2 separate regions of the Danio rerio genome follow, and region 2 is linked to region 1. A link is a contact called in public Hi-C data. All regions are on one chromosome and are shown on one strand. Each heading gives the region's core, a stretch centred on a gene start, on an enhancer-like site or on the middle of the called end of the contact. The rest is flanking DNA. Distances are from core to core; before and after follow the strand shown.

Region 1 (5,264 bases), core at 1,459-3,958:
AATTAGTTTTGGTAACACTTTATTTTGATGGTCCATTTGAGTATTAGTAGATTGTTTGCTTCATATCTGTTGATTCTGCACCTTCAACAGATATTTAACTGACTAAAAGAAACTTTGCAAGAGCATGTCAACTTACACTAACCCTAACCCCAACCTTACAGTCTACTTATAATCTATTGAGAATTAGTTGGCATGTAGATTCAATGTAACTTAAATTCAACAATCGGACCATCAAAATAAAATGTGAGCTCAGTTTTGGCCTATGCAAACTTGTATTTTCCATGAGTCCAACATCCAAAACACAATTAGATGTTAGTGAAGTCATCTTTAGTTACTGTTTGTAAATAGAAAAAACATTTTGCAAGTAACTTTTATTCTAAATCTTGGACCTTATTAGACCTAAAAAAAATTAACGTGTGAAGCACCAAAAGTGGCCCAAATTACAATTATTTGAATACTAATTTGGCTTTTGTTGTTATCCATGAGGCGATGCAGTGGCACAGTAGGAAGTGCTGTCGCCTCACAGCAAAAAGGTCACTGGGTCGCTGGTTCGAGTCTCAGCTCAGTTGGCGTTTCTGTGTGGAGATGTTCTCCCTGCGTTCGTGTGGGTTTCCTCCGGGTGCTCCGATTTCCCCCACAGTCCAAAGACATGCGGCACAGGTGAATTGGGTAAGCTAAATTGTCCGTAGTGTTTGTGTGTGTGTGGATGTTTCCCAGAGATGGGTTGCGTCTGGAAGGGCATCCGTTGTGTAAAAATGTGCTGGATAAGTTGTGACCCCGAATTAATAAAGGGACTAAGCCGACAAGAAAATGAATGAATATACCATGAATTTTCAATCAAATAAAAGTCATGAACCTCTTTTATGATTATTTTATTTAAATTTTTTTTATTATTTAAATAGCCAAATTCTGACTGAGGGAGTGTAATTGAAATGCAGAACGTTGATTGTGCTGGCCAGTTTGTTGTTTGCCTAATAAATTACAACTGGCTACAGTTTTAATTAAAAACTTTAACAGATTCTTATGTTGTTGTTTTCTAAAGATACAGATAAAGTCAGAATTATTAGCCCCCCTTTGAATTTCCTTTTTTTTTTTTTATATTTTCCAAATTATGTTTAACACAACAAGGACATTTTTTACAGTATCTGATAATATTTTGATTTTTTTTTTTCGGCTAGAATAAAAGCAGTTTTTAATTTTTAAGGTCAAAAATATTATTCCCTTTAAGCTTTTTTTTTTTTTGATAATCTACAGAACAAACCATCATTATACAATAACTTGCCTAATTATCCTAACCTGCCTAGTTAACCAAATTAACCTAGTTAAGCCTTTAAATGTCACTTTAAGCTGTATAGAAGTGTCTTGTAAAATATCTTGTAAAATATTATTTACAGTCATCATGGCAAAGATCAAATAAATCAGTTATTAGAGATGAGTTATTTAAACTGTTATGTTTAGAAATGTGTTGAAAAAATCTTCTCTCCGTTAAACAGAAATTGGGGAAAAAACAGAGGGGCTAATAATTCTGACTTCAACTGCATACAATGTAATAAATTTGTATTTTAAAAAATAAGAGTTTTGGACATATTTTGTTTCTTTAAAAAGTGTGGTTATGATGATTATCTGGCAAGCTAAGCTAACTTAAAAAGAGCTAAAATGTCTCTAAAATTAGATGAAGAACTGCAAAAAGGTTCCATTTTGTGAAAAAAGATTCACCAGACTGGCTGCGAGCCTGCATTGTTTAACTAAATATAAAAAAATAGGGTAACACTTTATAATAACTACACACTATAAACCATTTATTAAGCATTAGCAAATAGTGAATTTATTATCTGTTATGCATTAAATCTACATTAATAAACGTTAGTAAGCAGTTTCTAACTGCAGCTACAAATGCTCAATTCTTGACTTACAACCACATTTATAGATTTGTAGTAAAACGATGGTTAATAACTACGTTTTTTCAAGGGCTATCATTTGGCCGACATATGGTTCTTCCTCTATACTAAAGATATCTGTCAAATCTGAGGCTAATGTGATCAAGAAAATAACTAAAATATTAAGTAAATAAATGATGTAGTCTGTTATATAGCTAACTTACACGAGGGCTAACAAGAACAGAAACTGACATGTTAGTTCATCTTCAGATCCATTTATAGAAACACCCACTCAGAAACGTCCAGAAATAAACACTAATAAACACTAATGAACACATCTCTCTTTTAGGATCACCTGCAATTAAAGATGCTCCTTAACAGTAACACTCTCGATGGATTTATTATCAGTCCCTTTTCTCTGAACTTTCCCTCTTACCTGCCTTCAGGTCAAGCAAGCATGCAGTGTACAATCCTCTCAACTCCCTGTATCAAGGTGTTTACAGACAATAATGTGTTAGATGGAGGAATCAATCGGCCAGTTACTTTCTTTCCAGGAAACCAGTTGTTTTATTTGGGCTTTGTGTTGATTCAGCTTCCCTTTTTTCTCGTCCTTGTACTTTTACTTCGGCTTCTTTTCACTGTTATTTTTCTGAACATTTCAGAGGAAAGGTGAAAATCTCCAGCCTTTGTCCACAGCAGCATACAAAGTGAATTTTCTTTTCTCTCCGACAGACTCTTATTTCTTTCTTTTTTACTTCTCTTCAGTGCAGCAGGCGTGGGTTGGTCTGCGCAGGCCATCACAGGAAGTGTGTTTTTTGAAGTCTCATTTGAGGTGCTACAGCTCTGTGCCCTTGGCTTCACCATATGACCCTTTTCTCACAACTTAAATTAGACTGTCCTCTCCTTCTTTCACCATCCTCTCTCCCATGTTCACATCCTTCGCTCCAGCTCCATCTTTTGTAATCTGCCCTTCGTTTTCTTCACCCTAATTTGGCCTTTCTTGTTGCAGACAGTCTCGTTCTTAATGAGACCCGTAGTTTTAGAACAGTATAGTCAATGCTGGCCTCTAGTGTCTAATGCGCATAACTGCAGTCAGCCAGGTCTGGTACGTATATAATACAAGGAACACTTTTTACACTAATACATAATATATTCAATCATTTTTTTCATTTTCTTTTTCGTTTAGGCCCTTTATTAATCTGGGGTCTCCACAGCGGAATAAACCACCAACTTATCTACCACATGTTTTACGCAGAGGATGCCCTTCCAGCTGCAACCCATCACTGGGAAACACAATATAATATAATATAATATAATATAATATAATATAATATAATATAATATAATATAATATAATATAATATAATATTCATTCATTCATTTATTTTCGTGTCGGCTTAGTCCCTTTATTAATCCGGAGTCGCCACAGCGGAATGAACCGCCAACTTATCCAGCAAGTTTTTACGCAGCGGATGCCCTTCCAGCCGCAACCCATCTCGGGGAAACATCTACATAAAATTTTCAGACATGCATGTCTTTGGACTGTGGGGGAAACCGGAGCACCAGGAGGAAACCCACGCGAAGGCAGGGAGAACATGCAAACTCCACACAGAAACGCCAACTGAGCCGAGGTTCGAACCAGCGACCTTCTTGCTGTGAGGCGACAGCACTACCTACTGCGCCATTGCCTCGCCATAATATAATATAATATAATATAATATAATATAATATAATATAATATAATATAATATAATATAATGTAATAAATATAATATAATATAATATAATATAATATAATATAATATAATATAATATAATATAATATAATATAATAAATATAATATAATATAATATAATATAATATAATATAATATAATATAATATAATAAATATAATAAATATAACATAATATAATAAAATAAAATAAATATAATATAATATAATATAATATAATATAATATAATATAATATAATATAATATAATATAATATAATATAATATAATATAATATAATAAATATAGACTTCATTCGTAGGCTCAAGCATTGGCATATCTTTGTTTACAAATCTTTATTGGGTTTACTCCCATCATATCTCCAAAACCTGTCCTTAGCTATGGCTTTCAGTCACAAGATATGTGTTTACTGTTTGTTTCTAAAGTGTGAACTGACATGCAAAAAAGGCTTTTAAATACACAGCTCCTTTTGCATGGAACAATCAACAAACAAAGTTGCAGTTTAAAGGATTGACTTCACTAAATGCTTGTAAAAAGAGTATAAATGATTTAGAAATTGAAACACAGACTTGTAGATGTTTTGAATATCTTGCTTGTCAATGTGTGATTCATGTTACTGTAAGTGGTGATTGTTTTTTGTTTGTTGTCTGTTACACCTATGTGACATAGACCACCTAGTCTTGACCAGGACGCTCTTGTAAAATAGATTTTTAATCTCAATGTATCAGCTTAGCTGTTAAAATAAAGGTTATAATACTGCAGAAGTATGGAATAAACTATATATTATAAAACATGATTATCCTGATTAGTACCATATTAAAGAAAATAAAATGTTCCACTTTAATACATTACTAAACTGAGAAATTTTATCCTCTTTCTTCGATTCCGAAATAATATATTATAATAGTATTATTTTCTCAATAGCCTAATAATATATAAATAAAACATGTATACATATCTTAGCCCAAATAATGTATATATTATTTTATATTATATTATATTAAATTACCTTATATTATATTATATTATATTATATTATATTATATTATATTATATTATATTATATTATATTATATTATATTATGTTATATTATATTATATTATATTATACTGTATTATATTATATTATATTATATTATATTATATTATATTATATTATATTATATTATATTATATTATATTATATTACATTATATTTTATTATATATTATTATATTATATTATATTATATAGTATTATATTATATTATATTATATTATATTATATTATTTTATATAGTATTATATTATATTATATTATATTATATTATATTATATTATATTATATTATATTATATTATATTATATTATATTATATAGTATTATATTATATTATATTATATTATACTATATTATGATGAACAATATCCCGCTTATTACACAGTTAGTCGCCACTAAACTTACCAATCAGACATATTGATGCTTTCATCAAATGTAAAGCTGATAAAAAAAAACGGCTTAATGCAGCCTGCCCTGCACTAACCTACTCATAGTTCAGTCGCAAGATGGCGCCAAACAGTCAAAAACGGCAGCTTAAATTAACATATAATAAATATGAATATTTTCAATATGACTCGTAGCACCCGGATAAGCCTAGTTTCAGTAGCCTATATTT
Region 2 (5,264 bases), core at 1,395-3,894, 200 kb before region 1:
TAGCATGCTAATGTACTACACAGGAAGTACTAGTAACATCCACAGATGAAAGTCAGGCTGTATCTGCATGCAATACGAAGTCTGTTTTACCAGATGGCAGCTGATAGAGTAACAGTGCTATTTACACTGTCCAGTTTAACAAGCTGGAGGTATGAACAGGGCCGTATTTAACCAATAAGCAAGATAAGTGAGCCCAGGAAATCTGAGGGTCCCCCAATTAAATACCTAGAAGTATAAATTATACATATAAATTACGTATGACACCATTGTTTATCATATTTTGTATGATGAGTGTCTAAACAAATAAAAGGTTAATGCTTTTACATCTGCGCAAATGTATCCCCCATGCTCAATCATGGAGAAGCCCAGCAGTCAAATTAGGTAAAGATTTAGTTTTACAAATGAAATAGTTTATATAATGTATATACTTTTTAGTAGTGAAATCATTTTAAGAAAACAAATCATTTAAAAAGTTTCACAAGATGCTTTACATGTTGTTATTATCAATTTGCATTAAGACAAAATGTAGAAAAGAAGTGATCGAGTGATGTTAATCCATTAAAAAACATAAATTAAAGTAAATAAGGTGCATTTTAGAACTTTCGGGCCCCGTGGCTGGAATTGCTTAGGGCCCCCAAATCACTAAATCTGCCCCTGGGTATGAATGAGATTACACTTCGATAAATAAACACACTCCAGATACACACATCAAAAATACAAGTGCTCTTTTAATCAATGACATGGACACTTCATGTATTGCATTAAATCTTTTTTTTTAATTATATGTAGGGTGACACAGTGACTCAGTGGTTAGCACTGTTGCCTCACAGCAAGAAAGTCACTGGTTCGAGATTCCAGTCAGTTGACATTTCTGTGTGGAGTTTGCATGTTCTCCCTGTGTTTGCTGTGGGTTTCCTTCAGGTGCTCTAGTTTCCTCCACAGTGCAAAGACATGCACTATAGGTGAATTGAATAAGCTAAATTGGCCGTAGCATATGTGTTTGAATAAGTGTGTGTGGTTGTTTCCCAGTATAAGGTTGCAGCTAGAAGGGCATCCACTGTGTAAAACATCTGCTGGATAAGTTGGGGGTTTATTCCGCTGTGGAGACTAAGCCGAAAGCATAATGAATGAATCAATATATGTATATATGTATTGCATTATATTGTGTCATAGCCTTATGAAAAGAAGTGCACTTGATTTTACTGAATGTGCACTTGTAATGTACTACAAATCTTAAAAAGTGTATTTTAGAAGACATACAGATTAAATAACTGGCTAACTGAAGTAATAAAGAATTTATTTACATATGTTATTAATCAGAGATACCCGAACTAGGGCCCGTGGGCCAAAGTTGGCTCATGGTAACCCATGATTTGGCCCTTCATCCCATCTGAAAATAGACAGAGAATGATGGGGATGGTTTAGAGATTTTCAGTTCAAATGTAATGTAACCTTTTATTTGTGTGTTTTAATTTTAAGCTACTTGAACTGAAATTAAATGTGAAATTTAAATGCTGTTATTTAGTTTAAAATGTGCATACTGTCAGGAAAATGCAGAGACTTTGGTAAGCAAATTAAGGCAAAGGCAGACTGTCCTTGACCAGTGTCAGCAGTGTGCACCACAATGTTATAAATGTGATTATGTTTTTATTGCAATTGCAGTTAGAATTACATAAGTTACACTGCATTAGTAAGTACGATTTAGGATGACTTTCATTTTAAATATTATAAAATAAATTAGGAAATTACCCATGGCAACTTTAATGTAAAAAAGTTTAGTATATTTATCTTCGGCCTAGGGCTGTTAATGATATTTGGTTTTGGCCTTTTATATAAAAAAGTTTGGGCACCCCTGTTATAAATAATGTTCAGTTCCTAGCACAGACTGTTCTTTTTGCAATTATTTTATGAATCACCAATAATTAGTTTTACCTACATAGTTTTGGGGTGAACTATCCCCTATAAGGTGCACTAACTGTATCTAATACAAATATAAACTGTCATAATTTTGTATTTAATTATACTTAAAAAGCCTTATATTCATTATGTTAATTTAAAGTATTTAATCTTTTATTCTAAACACTTCTTTAAGTGTTAAAAGCCATCAAAAACATGACTGGCTGACAAATCTAAATGCAAAGAGCTGAAAAAAAGGACATGCACACGCACTTGTAATGTCTACACACAGCTATAGGGGGAAACAACAGTGAGGGCAGAATTGGGGTCAGCCTACAGTGCCAGCAGGAAAAAGCGAGAGAGAGGAAAGAAAGAAATATATAGAGAGAGGGAGGACAGGATGGATTGGATGTAGAGGCGAGGGCACGGGCCGGGATGGAGATTGGATGAGCAACGGGAGGGGAGGGGGGTGATGTGGAGTGAGTTCGGGAGGCAGGTCAGAGTCAGGGGCAGTGAACATGGATGGAGGAAGGGAGAGGAGGATTGGGGGAGGGGGAAACCATCACTGGAGGACACTGGAGCAGAGGATGGGAGAGGGAGGACGATGAAGGAAAGCCGGGTGGTACGGAAAGGGAGAAGGGCAGAAAGAAAGACGGATGGAAGAATAAGCCCCAGAGTGAGAGGGAGTGTGTGGAGGGGGCGAGTGTGGCAGAGACAGCCGCATATTTATTGGAGTATAAAGAGTATTCATGCAGGGAGAGGAAGGCCGGACTAATGCCTGCCAGCTCTGCTAAAAAGCTCTAAAGCGTCCACATATACACACACACACACTCCCACTTTTTCTTGCTATTCCCTCTGTCGTTGCTTTTTCAGGAGAGGTGTTTGAATGACAGATGTGAGAGCTGCTCGTGTAATGTCCATGAATGTGTGAGTGTGTTCTGCGGTGGACGTGTGTCTCCTGTGCACTGATGTGCTGAATACACTATTTGCTTGAGTCTGCTCGGTGAACGGCTGCAGCAGTCAGGCTTTTGAAATGCAGATACTGGACTGAGGCTGTAGCTGGAGCATTTCTTTCAGGTATGTTTCAGCCAGCTGACAAATGGGGGATGCACTGGCGCTCTGTGTTTAGGGGTGTGTGATATTTGACAGCTGTGATGTCATCATTTTTTGTTCTAACACTAAGAGAATGTCTCATTTTATCTTTCTCTTTACAAAAAACAAAACAAAAACAAACAAAAATACACCTTGAGGATCTAAAAGCATTCACTGACTGATGAAACCTATTATAATACAGTTAGATTGAAACTATAACTATAAATAAAATGATTATGAAATTATGAAAGCACAAAATATCCTTACTATGATGTTTTATTACTATTATTAGTAATTATTATTATTATAATTATTAATTAACAATAAATTAATAATAATGATAACAACAACAACACTAATATAATACCAACAACAATAATAAAACAACAACAATAACAATAATAATAACAATAATGATAATAATAATAGCAATAGCAATAATAATAATAATAATAATAATAATAATAATAATAATTCTAATTCCTTACATCTATATAGCGCTTTTCTGGACACTTAAAGCACTTTACACATTTTTTGGGGGAATCTGCTCATCCACCATTTTTAAGAGTGGTGTTAGTGAGGCAAGCAGGGAGCACTCAACCAGCAGTATGTGTGGGCCCTAATACCCCAGTATAGTGAGGGGACTCTACACTTCGTAGTGAGTGCCATCATTTGGATAAGACAATAAACCTGACATTCTGTGGTCGTTAAAAATTCCAGGATGTCCTTCAAAAAGTAGGAGTTTAACCTCGGCATCCAGACCAAATTTGCCCACTGGCCTCTGTCCATCATGGCCTTCTAACCATCTCCATATCATAATTGGCTTCATCATTCTGTCTCCTCTCCGTTAAACAAATATGATATTCAAAACATTTACACAAACAAATATACTGTGCGGTTCCTGAATTCATTTAAGAAAATCGTTTAAGAAAATGATTCAATGATTAATTTGTTCTTCATTTTTAAATCATAAGTCATTTTGAAAGAAACATTTGAATGAATGATTTAATGACTAACTCATTTAGACAGACTTTAAATTGAACAAAAAAAATACAGGAAAAACATAAATATTGTGCAAAAGTGTAAGAATTTAAATATTAATTTTGCCTTACAATACATTTTTGTCCAAATTATGATAGAAAGGCATATGTAGACAGAGAAATAGAGGGATGGGAGCAGGGAAGATCCTCAAGTAGGGATTTGGTCTTAGAAATCCCGCAGTGAAATTACGCTAGGGCTGAACAATGTATTGTTTGGGCATCGATATCGCAATGTGTCACATCGCAGGATTAGATAATTGAGGAAAGAATTCTAGATAAAGATATTATAATTTTTTTCATTATTTATACAATGATGACAGCGTTGCTTTTCATTTGATTGTTTCATTTCTGCGCTTGAATACTATTAGACTCCTCAGAAAACCATAAAGCACTGTTTATTTATTTACTTTTGATTGTAATAAATGTAAAAAAAGTTCTGCATTAACAGTTGATCTAAGTTAATGAAATCTTTCCAAACATCTGTTCAAATCCTCTGGTGAATTTAAATTGATATCGTAATATATATCGTGGCCAAACAAAATATTGGTCTGATTTTTACAATATCATGCAGACCTACAGTAAGTTATGCTATACTGCATGTCGACACACTGACCACCAAACTACCTCCACCGACAAATTTTTATCATTTTAAATACTTGAATTCTATTTGATTCATTTATTCTTTCATTTATAGCTTCAAACTTATTTTAGAATGTTTTCTAATATGCTGTTTGGCTGTAAAAAAACATGATACAATGTATTTACAGTCACCTTAGTGACATTTATTTAATGCATGAATGGATTAATAAATGAATGATTTGCCAATTGCAGTACACATATAGCACTTTACAATCATATGAGTGGGTCTCTGCACACCACCACCACACACCAGCTGCAGGTGAGGAGAAATTGATTCAGCCTATTTAGTGAATGCTTGCTCAATTAAAGGATTTGACCTCTAACTTATAATTAGTAATTTATACATAACATTAATACTAAATTTATTAGTAAAATCTCATTACATTTATTAAAAAACATTGTTTTGCAGTCTAAATGATTCCACTAAAACAAGATCAATTTAGCTATTTTGTATGCAAACAACATACATGAAATTAGGAAACAGCATTTATAAGTAGATCAGACAATAAATATCTGATAACCAATTAGAAAAGGGAATATTAAGCTCAAAGTTCCAGAGCCAGCAGGTCAGAACTCATTTGTCACTTTTATGAGTAC

The links. Hi-C and Micro-C count contacts between places; a contact is called where the count stands out from the background.
Region 2: a contact with region 1 is called in a Hi-C map of embryo, with 4 times the contacts expected there. The contact joins two enhancer-like sites. A contact is called at or near these places in 3 of 18 Hi-C or Micro-C datasets (caudal fin and embryo).

What each region holds. Positions count from the first base shown.
Region 1 is chr23:20,028,860-20,034,123 of GRCz12tu, reverse strand. No RefSeq gene overlaps it. Among named protein-coding and RNA genes, the nearest start is that of nol4lb, 15 kb to the left of the region's middle. Within about 2 kb of position 2,708, at least 8 of the 62 cell types and tissues checked have an H3K27ac peak or open chromatin away from gene starts, as enhancers often do.
Region 2 is chr23:20,233,016-20,238,279 of GRCz12tu, reverse strand. All of the region lies in intron 5 of nol4lb (nucleolar protein 4-like b), which reads right to left. Among named protein-coding and RNA genes, the nearest start is that of srms, 20 kb to the left of the region's middle. Within about 2 kb of position 2,644, at least 6 of the 62 cell types and tissues checked have an H3K27ac peak or open chromatin away from gene starts, as enhancers often do.